Regions from separate parts of the Gossypium hirsutum genome. Here region 1 is linked to region 2. A link is a contact called in public Hi-C data. All regions are on one chromosome and are shown on one strand. The core of a region is the stretch at or near the end of the contact, and the rest is flanking DNA. Distances in the headings are between cores, read along the strand shown. Region 1 holds the start of LOC107913676 (regulation of nuclear pre-mRNA domain-containing protein 1B). Region 2 holds the start of LOC107913681 (photosynthetic NDH subunit of lumenal location 4, chloroplastic).

Region 1 (6,422 bases), core at 1,347-3,846, 240 kb after region 2:
TTAATCTACTAATAGATTGTTAACATGACATTTTTTTACTTTTGACTAAAGTTAGGGACCTCTCCATAATTAGTCCAAAATATTTTTTTTTTGTTTATTTTCCTCATGAATATTTCTATGGTAACTTTATCAACATTTGAATCATATTTAAGAAGAGAGAATCTAACAATAACGACGATGAATCATGATCGTGACCTCACCCTTTTCTATGAGCCTACTTGCCATCATAACACTACCAGCCAACCTTTTTTATGTTGAAACATCTAAAATTTATCCGTGATCTATTTTTATTATTGAAAATTTTTTTTTCTGGGTTGTTGAGAAACTAAGGGAAAGATGAAACTCAAATTGAGTTCTAAACTTGTTTTAGTCTTATCCAAACAAGTGAATTAGCTTCTTAAGAAAAAACGGAAAAATGAAAATCCTAACATCAGAATTCAATTAAAAAAAGGAAAATGAAAAAAATCGCTTCACGTCTATACTTTAAGGAGTAGATTTGAGTTTAGAAAGTTTTTTTTTTTCTTTTTAAGTAAAAAAGTAATATTTCTGGTAATTTGTTTGGTAAATTTTCTACATTTCCTACAAATTTGATGGTTGGTGGCTACTTTATTATTCATCATAGTACCCTTTTATCGAAGAACTTTTTGATATAAGGTTATGGTGGAAATTTTATAAGCTTGGTTAAAAATATATAAAAAAATGGAGCTTGATTGGTTATTTGATATGAATTATTTTGGTTTTTTTTTTGTTAATAAATGATGCGTTAATAACATCAATTTTATAAAAAAATTTAGCCTGATCGTGATAGTCGGGGGTGGTAGGCTAGCAAGTGGGCTCATCGGAAAGGGTGGGGTCATGGTCATAGTTTGCCATCGTCGTTGTTGGATCCTCTCTTTTTAAAGAGGATTCAAATGTTGATGATGCCACAATTGAAATCTCTATGTTGTAAATAAACCCAAAAAAATATTTTGAACTAATTATAGAGAGGTCCCTAGTTTTAGTCAAAAGTAAAAAAAAAAATGTCAAGTCAGTAATCCATTAGTGGGTTAATGTCATTTTTAACGATAGTGACCAATTCGAACAATTATTTTAATTAGAGTGACTAAATTGACAAAAAAAAATTAGAGTGATCAAAATAGAAGCAACACTATTTTAGAGTGGCTTAATGTAGTTTACCCAAAAATTAATATTATCAATTTAAATAGTATTTTTCTCGAGTTATTTTATAGAAAGCACATATATACCACCTTTAAAAAGTATTGTTTTTAATATTATCAAGTGTAAATAAAATGATCTAAAAAATTGTTCGAAGTAATTATATTCAAACGAATAAAATGCATTTACACTTATAATCATTTTTATTTATAAAGATAATTTTTATTTGTCATCTAAAATATACACAAAATATTATTATAATGTTACAAAAATTAGTAGAAATATACTCGCCAATGTAAATACTTTAATATTTTCAATTAAGTAATTTTTTAATTGAACAAAAAATTACAACTTCTTTTACCTTGATTTTTAAATAATTGTCATAAATTAGATATTGAGTTTTCAATTTTTATATAAATATGTAATTATAACTAATATATATTCAAATGGGTCCTTAGCTCGATTGGTGTGGGCATTGTTGTAAAAAAGATGTGGATTTGAGTGTACTGAAGCACATTATCCTCATATTTATGGGTTGAGAGGGGAAATGGGTAGTTCTAAATATTCTATAAAAAAGAACAAATATTTTTCCTTTTTTATCTAATAAATTTTCTATATCTGATCTATATTTATTTTATTATTTTCAATCCAATATTTAAATTTATTAAATGATAAACCAATTATGTGCAAATTAAATATTCAACCATTTGATGGCAATAATAATTGCTTTTTATTTTATTTTATTTGGATAAGTATTTGTAATTATATTCAATTGGATCTATTTTGAAAAGAAAATATAAATAGTATTTAATGAGTTATTAATGGTTTAAATTATTTTCTTTACTTTCAATTATAAATAATAATTTTCATAGATTAAGTTTTAACTAAAAGATAATTGAAATATCTCAAAGAAAAAATAATGATAATTTTTAAATATTAAAAATTTAGATAAATATTTTAAAAACCATTTCCGTAATGAATCAATAATATTTCTTGAAACTTAAGAACAAATATTTGGATTGAAATAAGAATATGGATAACATCACACTTTTACCTTAGTTATCAATAATCATGTTTTAAAAATTAAATTTATATATTATTATGTTTTAATTTTGAATTTTTTTTTTGAAAAATAGTTACAGATTGGGCTTTATTATTGAATTCAAAAGTTATAGAAAATAAATTCTGAACCAGACCAGGCCCGATTGGAATTTTGACCTCATCACCAAAACAAAACAGTAAAAAAAATGAATAGCTGAAACGCCAATAACTACTCCTATGAAATCCTAAAAAGCAGCATAACTGAACCTTCTGGAAGCCATTAATGCTGCTATACAATCTTTCCCAATCAGCATCATAACTTTCAATCGTCTTGTCCCTTCACCTGCCTTATCTTCTTCAAGACGAAATCATACTCCCGAGGAAACCCCATTTTCTGTCTTTGCTTTACCTGCCTCCGCTCGATTTACCCATTTCATTTTCATCCCTTTCATTCATTCCGGTTCTCCCACTCCATCCCTTTTCTCTCTTATCTTCTGCATATTCAGGGACTCCCTCAACTAGGTATATTATTCTTTTATCCCTCAGCATTGCTTTTGCTATCGTATGCGCAAGACTGTTAACTGCTCTTGGAACATGTTCAAATCTGCATTCCTGGAATCTTGATTGTAGCTTATGAATATCACTGATGTAGGCACATACTTGTGATTTATCTGGGATATTAGATCTGCATTTCTTTATTATCGATAATGAATCTCCTTCAATAATGATTTTTCTCCATTTCATTTCTTTACCAATTTTGATCGCTTTCCGGCTCGCGAGCGCCTCGGCCGCAAAAGGAGATGCCACCTGTTGATATATCATCAAGCATGAGAGCAAAACCTTGCCTTCGTTGTTTCTAGCCACAATCCCCACAGCCGATTGCTTACTCTTTCCATCATATGATGCATCAAAGTTTATCTTCACAATCTGATCAGGTGGCTTCTTCCATTTGCTTGTCAATTTATATGATTGTGCTTTACTTTTTCCTATCCCGTCCAACTCTGTTATGTAGCTACTAACGAATCGGCCTATTTCTTTTCCAGATTTGCTCACTTTATTATGCACTCTGTTATTTCTATCTCCCCATATAGCCCATAATGCACAGCAAAATATCCTACACTAAGATTCCGAGTTCTTTGCAAAAACTCCGGTAAGCCACTCTGCAAACTCCAACTGTCTTTCGTGCACCAAAACATTACATGGTAATTCCTTCCATACTGATTTTGACACAGGGCATTCGCAAAAAAGGTGATTCATACTCTCTGTTCCGACTCCACATCGTGGGCACACTATTGTGTTTATTAGTTTTTTCTGAAGTAGATTAACCCGTGTAGCTAGGAAATTCCACGATATCTTCCAGATTGTAATTTTGATTTTTAAGGGAAGATTCAATAGCCATAATTTTTAGTAAAATTCCTTGTAGCCTTCTTGTAAAGCATAAGCTCTAGGATCATCCTCGATATTCTGTAATAGTTTATAGGAGCTACGAACTGTGAATTTGCCCGACGCCTCAGCACTCCAGACCCGGAAGTCATCATGAGGATCCTCTGCCAGTGGAATACCAATAATCTTCTCAGCTAAATCCTCCGGAAAGGTAGAAATTATCAACTCTTCCTTCCATGTTCTATTATTTTGATTGATTAGATCGGCAACTTTACAATCATTCAAATTTGTGACTATAGCTGATAATCTGTTTCTTCCCACATCGGGGATCCAATTGTCGCAACCAACTGTAATTTGTTCTCCCCTTCCTACTCTCCAGCACATACCTTCCCTTAAAATACCCTTTGTAGCCCAAATACTTTTCCACGTATACAAAGCATTGTTCCAAACATGAGTCAAGGAAATTATTATTCGAAAATATTTTACTTTTAAAACTTGAGCTAATAATGAATCTGGATAGTTCAATATTCTCCAACCCTGTTTAGCTAATAATGAGACGTTAAATTTAGCCATATCTCTGAATCTCAAACCCCTTTCTCCTTTTGACCGGCACAAGTAAGTCCATTTACACCAATGAATTCCTCTTCTCCCATGACTCTTTGCCACCAGAACTTAGCAAAAACGCCTTCTATATCTCTGCAAAATGACTTAGGTAATAAAAAACAAGACATTGCATATGTTGCAATAGCTTGTAGGACCGACTTCAAAAATACTTCCTTGCCTCCTTGCGACAACATTCTGGTGCTCCACCCGTCGATTCTACTGTAAATTTTCTCTGTGATATTGAAAAGATTCCTTTTTCCGTCTGCCCACCACATTCGGAAGTCCTAGATATCTTTCCATATTTGTTGAGGTTCTTATCCCCATAATTGCCGAGACTTTGTTCTTTTTGTCTTCTGTAGTATTAGTGCTGAAAAAGATTGTAGATTTGTTAAAATTAACACATTGACCGAAACTTTTACCATATTCTTTCAAAATTTCTTTGAGCACCGTTGCCCCCTTCTTGTTGCTTCCCCAAACAAAATACAATCATTTGCAAAGAGTAGATGTGTAATTTCCGGGCCTCTCCTACTTTCCTTTGCTCCTTGTAACAACCTTTCCTTCGATGCCAGTCTCATCAAGGCTGATAACCCATCACTGCACATTAAAAAGAGAAAAGGGCTCAAAGGATCTCCTTGTCGCAATCCTCTTGTTGGCTTAAAACTTCGCCCATAACCTCCATTAGTATTCACAACATAGGACGTAGTAGAAATGCATTTCATGACCAACTCTACCCATTCTATATCAAAACCCATACATAACATGACTTCTTTTAAATAACCTCATTCAGCCCTGTCATAGGCTTTACTCATATCAAGCTTTATGGCCATATATCCTTTTTTCCCTCTTCGTTTTTGTCTAAATGTATGCAGAATCTCATAGATAAGTAGCACATTATCTGTAATTAGCCTTCTTGGGACGAACGCACTTTAAGATGCATCAATACACCTTCCAATACCGATTTGAAGTCGATTTGCAATTGTTTTTGCCACCACTTTATAAAGGACTGAACATAAACTAATAGGTCTGAAATTGGCTAAGCTAGTAGGGTTAGAGATTTTTGGAATCAACACAATCTCTGATTGAAAGAACCAAAATTTTCACCATTATTAAGAATTCCCAGACAGAAATCAACAATTTCCTGCCAAAATTTCTGAAAGAAGATTGCTGGAAAACCATCCCGACCTGGTACTTTTGTGGGGCCCATTCCTTTCAAAGCCTCATGAACTTCTGCTGCTGTATATTTCTTCATCAAGGCTCTGTTAATTTCTACTGGAATCTTACTATCAATGCCTGTTAGAAGATGAGAAGGATCTACTGCTTCACTTGATGTAAATAAATTCTGAAAGTACCTGGTAGCCACTTAATTAATCTCACTAGCTTCATTAGCCTCTCCCCCATCTTCCAGATCTAACTTTGAAATTGTATTGATTTTCCTCCACATTGTGGCGAATCTATGGAAAAAAGCCGTATTTCGATCTCCTACCTTAAGAAATTTGCCCTTGCCCTTTGTTCCCAATAGAGCTCATCCTTCTCAATCTCCATGTTTAAATGAATTTTGGTATCGATTATTTTTGCCATGACTTCATCACTCCTATCCTGCTCTATTAATATTTCAAGCTGCTTAGTAAGCTTTTTCTTCAAACCTTCTCTTCGTTCTTTTATTGAATTTGCCCATAACTTTAAATCAATCTTTAATCTTTTGAGCTTGTCATAAACTGTGCCTACTCCTGACTCCCAGGAATCTCTAACTACTTCCTCAAATGTATCCTCTATGATCCACCATTCCTCAAATTTAAACCTTACATTGCCTTTATGAGTGTCTCCACATTTTGCATTAACAAGAATAGGACAATGATCAGACATGGAATGAGTTAAATGCTTGATAATACCTGCTGGAAATAATTGCTTCCACTTGTCGTTTGCCACCCCCTTATCAAGTCTCTCTCTAATATTCGTCTCCGATGAATTTCCCTTTTCCCAAGTAAACAAGGCCCCTGAATAACCCAAATCTTCAAGTAAACAATCTCCTAAAGCCTCTCTAAACGCCTCCATTCGACTCTCCTCCCTTGGTGCGCCCTCGTATTTTTCATAAGTAAAAAGTATCTCATTAAAATCACAGCATACCAGCCAGGGATGCCTCCTATCTTGTCCCAACTTTTTTAGCAAATTCTATGTAGCACTCTTATCTTTTAGCATAGGGCGAACCATAAAACCCCGTGAATCTCCAATCAACTTTGACT
Region 2 (6,457 bases), core at 716-3,215:
TATTTAGAGTGTTCGAGTATTTTTCATGTATCCGTTCATTGTTTCATGTTCGTTAACAGGGGCGATGGTTTAGTTGTGATATGCGATGCTTTTATCGTGATGTTGATGTTTATATGTTTACTCCATTATGTTATGACTTGATTTATGCTTAGTAGTATGCTTTTCTACTTATTAAACATATATGAAATTAATGGTTTTAGTTAAGCTATAACGCCCAGATTTTTTTAAAATTGAAAAGGTCGATTTTGGATCGAAATTGTGAATCGAGCTATTTTGAAAATCAAATTGAGAGATTTTTAAAAATGAGTTTCGAGTAAAGTCGTGGGTTAGATTAATTGGTGCAATAATTATGCTTTTATTAGTGATTAATTGGTGGGTAATGAAGTAAGGATTAAATCGTAAAATTTATAAAATTATTGGGGTTAATGTGTGAATAGGAAAAAGTTAGATTTTGATTGATAAAAGGTTTTAAATGGTAATTTCCCCAAGGACTCATTCATGATAGAAATTTCTCTTTACATTTTCTCACAAACTTCTCTCTAATCTCTTAACAAATTTCAAAGGTTTTGATTCCTAACAATCAATCTTGAAAAGTAAACCTATTTTCTTTCACCATTGTATATTCCATTCAAGTCACTTAATCCTTCAAATTTTCCTGGATTTAAAATTTCAATTATAATTATTAATTTTCCATACATAGTTTTGCATTTAGAACCTATTTTGTTAAAAATAAAAATTTTATGATTTAATCCCTAAACTCTCATATTTATTTAATTGAGTCCAATAAATCTGTATTTTTTTACCGTTACTTACAAATATTAATGATAAGGCACTCCCTTCATAGTTCATACTTTTTGTCTCATTTCTCGCTTGTTGGGAAATTTGCACATTAAGCCTCTGTGCTTTTTAATTTTTCCATTTAATCCCCAAAGTGACTTTCATCAAATTAATACCCAATCCAAGTCATCTTTATGCTCCACAATCATTATTAACCCTTATTTCCTCAATTTGATTAAATGACACTAACGTCTCTAACTTTTCCAACTTTACAATTTAGTCCTATATACCAAAATCTCATATTCACAATCATTCACTCAAATTTCCTCTTTTTAAGAATCAAAACAATCCTTTAAGGCTACAATTGTAAAACTAATCTTCAAATTTTCTTCTATATTTCACTATACCAAGACTTGGAATAGTACTGGAGATTTCAGGATATTACACTATCTTCTACTATGCTCATGTTTGAGATTTAATTTTCATATATTAATTTGACATAATTTAGTCATTTACCTTTTGGTATTAGTTTGTTCAAATAATTAACATTCTTAACTATTTTGATTAAAATGATTATGTGAATTTTTTTTAAAAACCTTTCTAACACAATTTTTTTTTCGACATGATAAATTGGAATGAGACCAATAAGTATTGAGTGCAATGATAAGATATATTTTACTCCCAATAGAGGACTTAAGTTTGAATCTTAAAGATTGCATTGTTGGGAGAGGGGCAACTACAAATCCCAAAAGGATTAACCTCTATGGACCCTAGAAACGGACATGGAGGATACCTTTACTCTATATAAAAAAAAAAGATGGAACGAATGCTTTTAAGAAAAAATTTCTCCGTCGACGTTTTAACTATAATAATTAAGAGTGTCAACTATTTTGTCGAACTAATGATATTATGTAGATGAACCAAATTATGTCAAATTAAAGTATAGATACATCTTAAATTTAAACATAATAGAGATACCATAATAATAATTTAACGTAAAATAATCTACAATTAACACAATATTTAATAAAAAGTTTGAATTTTATAATAAAAATATTTTTAATTTAATTAGTATAAGTGATTATATGTTTATACAAAATCAGATTAATATATGTTAATAATAATGTTTTAAATTTAATTTGAACAAAGTACAATAACTTATAAAAATAAGTTAATCCCGGATTACTTAACATCAGTGTAATTATAAATGAAAGCCTAAATCTTATCCATATCCGACGAACAGAATTTCCTGCCAAAGTAGTTCATTTATTTTTCCTATCCGAATTCTCCGCTTAGAAAATTTTGCTTTCCAAATCCAAAGAATCATAAAAAAGGAAAAATGGCGACCTCTGCTTTAGCCATTGCAACTGCAAAGCCATTGACCCATCGTTTCTCCAACTCTAAGCACACTTCATCGCCATCCTTCTCCTGTTCTTGCTCTTCTTCCACGCCACTCCCACCTCCCAACGAACCCAAACTCTCTTTCAACTCAAAACCTGTTGCGAAACAATGTGTTTTCAATGTGGGTGTTGGGCTTTTAGCAGCTTCACTTCTTGCTTGCTCACCATTGGAGGCTGATGCCACCAGGATCGAGTATTTTGCAACTGTTGGGGAACCTCAATGTGAGCTCAACTATGCCAAATCTGGTCTTGGTTACTGTGATGTTATTGTAGGGTCTGGTGTGGAAGCTCCACGTGGAGAGCTTGTCAATGTAACTTCATCTCTTGATTTCAGATTAATTTTTTTGTTGGTTATTGGTTGATGCTACAATTAATGTTACAGCCAAGTAGATATGCACATGAATGAGGAACTCAATAGCATTACTACTTACCATGACCATATTTTAGGCTTCAAATCCAAAAGGGTAGAAACTTGCCATGGCAATTTTTTGAAGACCCAGATGTGTAAATATCGATATATTTATAATATGAATGCATTGCATGATCCATATTGACATGAGACACTGCAAAATATGTGAACATCAGATTGATCGAATTAACACTATTTTCTCTAATTTGTTCTTTGCATAGATTCACTACACTGCAAGATTTGCTGATGGGATAGTCTTTGATAGTAGCTATAAACGTGCTAGACCTCTCACCATGCGAATTGGTCTTGGCAAGGTACATTTTCCCCCATAGATTCGTCTATTGCTGATATACTACTGTCAATCTTTCCTTTCAGGTCATTAATTTAAGTTCATACCATGCCTTCATTTCAGGTCATTAAGGGATTGGACCAGGGAATTTTAGGGGGTGAAGGAGTCCCTCCTATGCTTGTTGGTACGATTCCGAGACACTGCATATTACTTTTAGCATGACTTTATTTCCTCTCATATTGTTGTAGAGTAATTGTTTATGATGTTGATTTTGACACAGGTGGAAAACGTAGGCTTCAGATTCCACCAAACTTAGCATATGGACCAGAACCTGCGGGATGCTTTTCCGGTTAGTTCCCAGATATAACTGGATGTGTTGTTAAACATTCATTGTTGTGACAATTACCTCACTAACTCCATGATCTTCTTTATTTAGGCGACTGCAACATACCTGCCAATGCAACTCTCCTATATGATATTAACTTTGTTGGCATCTACTCTGGAAATGCAAAGTGATTAAAGTGAGTTTCCTAACTAAGGCACATTTGTAGCTTAGAAGGCACATTTGTAGCTCAGCATTAACCATTCAAACCTTTATACGCCCCTTTCTTTTATAACTCTTGGCTCAATGAAAGAAGATGATGATGCCACCATATGTTAGCCAGTCTCGAAATGAGTTTCCTGCACTTTGCTGAAGATATACATACATACATACACAAATATATGTATATATGAATGATTAGTTGCGTGTTTTAATGAAGTTGAAGGATGTTTCAGGTGATGGTCCCTCCAATCTGATACTTTTTGACAGGTACCTGTTGGTGGAACACTTTGACCAACTAAATGATTTATCCAAATAGTTCGGTGTCTACCAAACAAGCTCCTAAAGACTATGTTCCATGCTACCATATTATTTTCTTTGGAGTTAGGCCTTTGTTTCTTTATATAATATATATATATTCTGTTTCTTGTGTGCAAATGGCATCCAATTTTAAAGGCAAACAGATACTTGGTGAAGGGCTAAAATTATATTTCTACAAACTTCATTTGGTAGACATTTTTGTAATATTCAAGCTCAACAATCCGAGGTTAAGCCCTTTCAATATGGAGTTGGGAAAATGTTGACCCTGAATTTTGTTTTGGGCCGGGCTAACATTGAATTAGCTCGAGTATAAAGATCCTATGTTTGGACAGAACTACAATAAGGGTGGAAATTTTATGTAATAAATTTGTGAAAGTTGATAAAAATAATTAAACTTGGTTTGAGTTAAGATGGTAAAAGTAGGATGATAAAAATTATATAATGCTTTGGGATTCAACCTCGTCATGTTTAAGTATATTTTTTTAGATTTTAAGGGTGGGGGTATTTATTGCTTAATAGGGGGGGGGGGTAACTTCATGACTATTTGGATCTGCTTATAGCTGACACCAAACTCAGTAAGCCTTAATGTAAATATTAATAAATTTAATCATTTTCAAAATAAATATTAAGAATGAATGTAGCAAAAATAAGTTATAGGTAAATTTACAAATCACCCAATCATTAGCACGTTTTATTTTGGTCATTCAATTAAAAAATATTTTTAACTTAAGCTCTAACATTTTCAATCGGTTCTATTTTGTTTACCCATTATAAAAATTTTCAATTTAGGCAATAACATTTTTAATTGTGTCTATTTTGGTCACCTTTCGTTAACAATTTAAAAGAAGTGATGATGTGACTTTTATAAATGAGTATAATTACATATTTAGTCTTCAGCACTTATGCATTCTAACAATTTTGTCTTAATTTTAAACAATTCAATTAATTAAACTTTCATATTTATAAATTTTATCAAATTGGTTTTAAAAACATATTAATCATAAATAGGAATTATAGATTTCTTCAACCCTGAATCACAATACTTATCTGCTATACATGTTTGCCCCTCCTGTTCTAATATATAACAATTAACATTCACTAGTATAATTGAGTTATTGAAATTGGAATTTTGTAGATATAGTATACAACAAGGGAGGAGTACAAAAGAGAGTAGGGCGATTGTTATGAAAGCTGATTCACCGAGTCGGGACAGAGAGTCGGAGGTTATGAAGAATGGAGATGAAGAGAACATAGAAGCTAAGAGCTGTTGATGGAGTATAGGCTAAGAGCTGGTGACGGAGTATAGGCTTAGTATTCTTAAATAATAAATTATATAAATTTTTAAAATTGTAATTATAAAATTTACTATTTTATTCTATCATGAATTATTTATTTGTTTTTATAATTAATTAATTATTTTTATATATCATTTACTATTATTTTATCGTAATATTTTTAATATGTATTTTATAAATTAGGATAAATTATATAAATGGTCAACCAACTATTATTGTATTATATTTTGGTCACTTAATTATAAAAAAGTTCAATTTAGGCATTAATGTTTTCAATTGTTTCTGTTTAGGTCGTGGCCTTTTTTAAATTCTATCAAAAACACAGATTTCCAATGGGATGAAGAATATGTCGTATTCATTACAATTTCATGGCTGTTATGAAGCATCCCATACATCATCATCATCATAGTTGTTTGTAGCTTATTTGAAGATATATATCATTGTGATTTCCCTTTTTTTGGTTTCTCTTTAACAAAGAAAACCTTGAGTAATAATCATCATTAACTAGCTGAGGTAAACTTGCCTTTTTAAATCCACAGTGAAGTAATTACTTATTTCCTCCATTGCCACCTTTAATGTCCTTATATATAAAGAGAAACTGAATTAGGGAAAAAAAAAGGAAATTTCAGAGGAACAGACCCTAAAACCAACCTAATGCAGGCAAGTGCTTTTTTATGTATCGTTTTTCTCTTATTTTTCTTCTTTGGGCAAGGCATGAAAAGGAAACTAACAGAGATTTTACAATCTTATTTGCAGTCGATTACCATTTTGATCATTCCCGGTCTCTGTTTTGGTTTTTGCTATGCTCTCAAGGTAAATGCCCTTCCATTGAAATTAAAATGTGTTAACCCTATCTATATCGAAACACTTGAGAAGTTAAAAAAGCGTCCGAACAGTAAGCTTGCCACCAACAAGTCAGGTGGTCAGCTGAGAGTTTACCATTCCGAGATGACCATCCGAACATTGGATGACCTAATCTTCATCAGAACTTACAATTAAATTCTTAGAATTAATGGTTAAATATAAAATTGGTAATTGAACTTGTCTACTTCTCCCAGATTGATATTTATGGTTTTTTTTGTCCTAGATTGATACTCAAACATTTTTTCTGTGTACTATATTGGTACCCGAATCTAACACTGTTACTTTTTTGTTGGCATGGCAGTGCTAGCCACTCGTTTCTTTTTCTTTTCTTTCTCGTTTTCTCTCTTTTTACTTTTCTTCCTTATTTTTTCCTACCCTAACTGCCCTGCTTTTACATCGATGGCCAACAACCAACAACGACCACCGTCCGACCTTCTTTGGTATGCTAATACTGCTAATGAGATTAATGTTGCGTTGAAATTGAAGTTTGCTTGGAGATCTTAAGATTTGAGTTTTAAGGTGGAAAATGAATGGTGTTGGTGAAAAAGAAAAATAAGAACG

Evidence for each region. Hi-C and Micro-C count contacts between places; a contact is called where the count stands out from the background.
Region 1: a contact with region 2 is called in a Hi-C map of leaf, with 1.9 times the contacts expected there. The contact joins the promoter of LOC107913676 here to the promoter of LOC107913681 in region 2. A contact is called at or near these places in 2 of 34 Hi-C or Micro-C datasets (both in leaf).

The regions. Positions count from the first base shown.
Region 1 is chrD11:38,590,717-38,597,138 of Gossypium_hirsutum_v2.1, forward strand. LOC107913676 (regulation of nuclear pre-mRNA domain-containing protein 1B) reads left to right here and starts at 2,597. Exons shown (of 8, transcript XM_016842331.2): 1 at 2,597-3,131; 2 at 3,240-3,346; 3 at 3,429-3,790.
Region 2 is chrD11:38,351,038-38,357,494 of Gossypium_hirsutum_v2.1, forward strand. LOC107913681 (photosynthetic NDH subunit of lumenal location 4, chloroplastic) reads left to right here and starts at 1,966. Exons shown (of 6, transcript XM_016842337.2): 1 at 1,966-2,488; 2 at 2,808-2,900; 3 at 2,999-3,059; 4 at 3,156-3,224; 5 at 3,312-3,396; 6 at 3,653-3,978. The coding sequence starts at 2,117. The coding sequence ends at 3,391.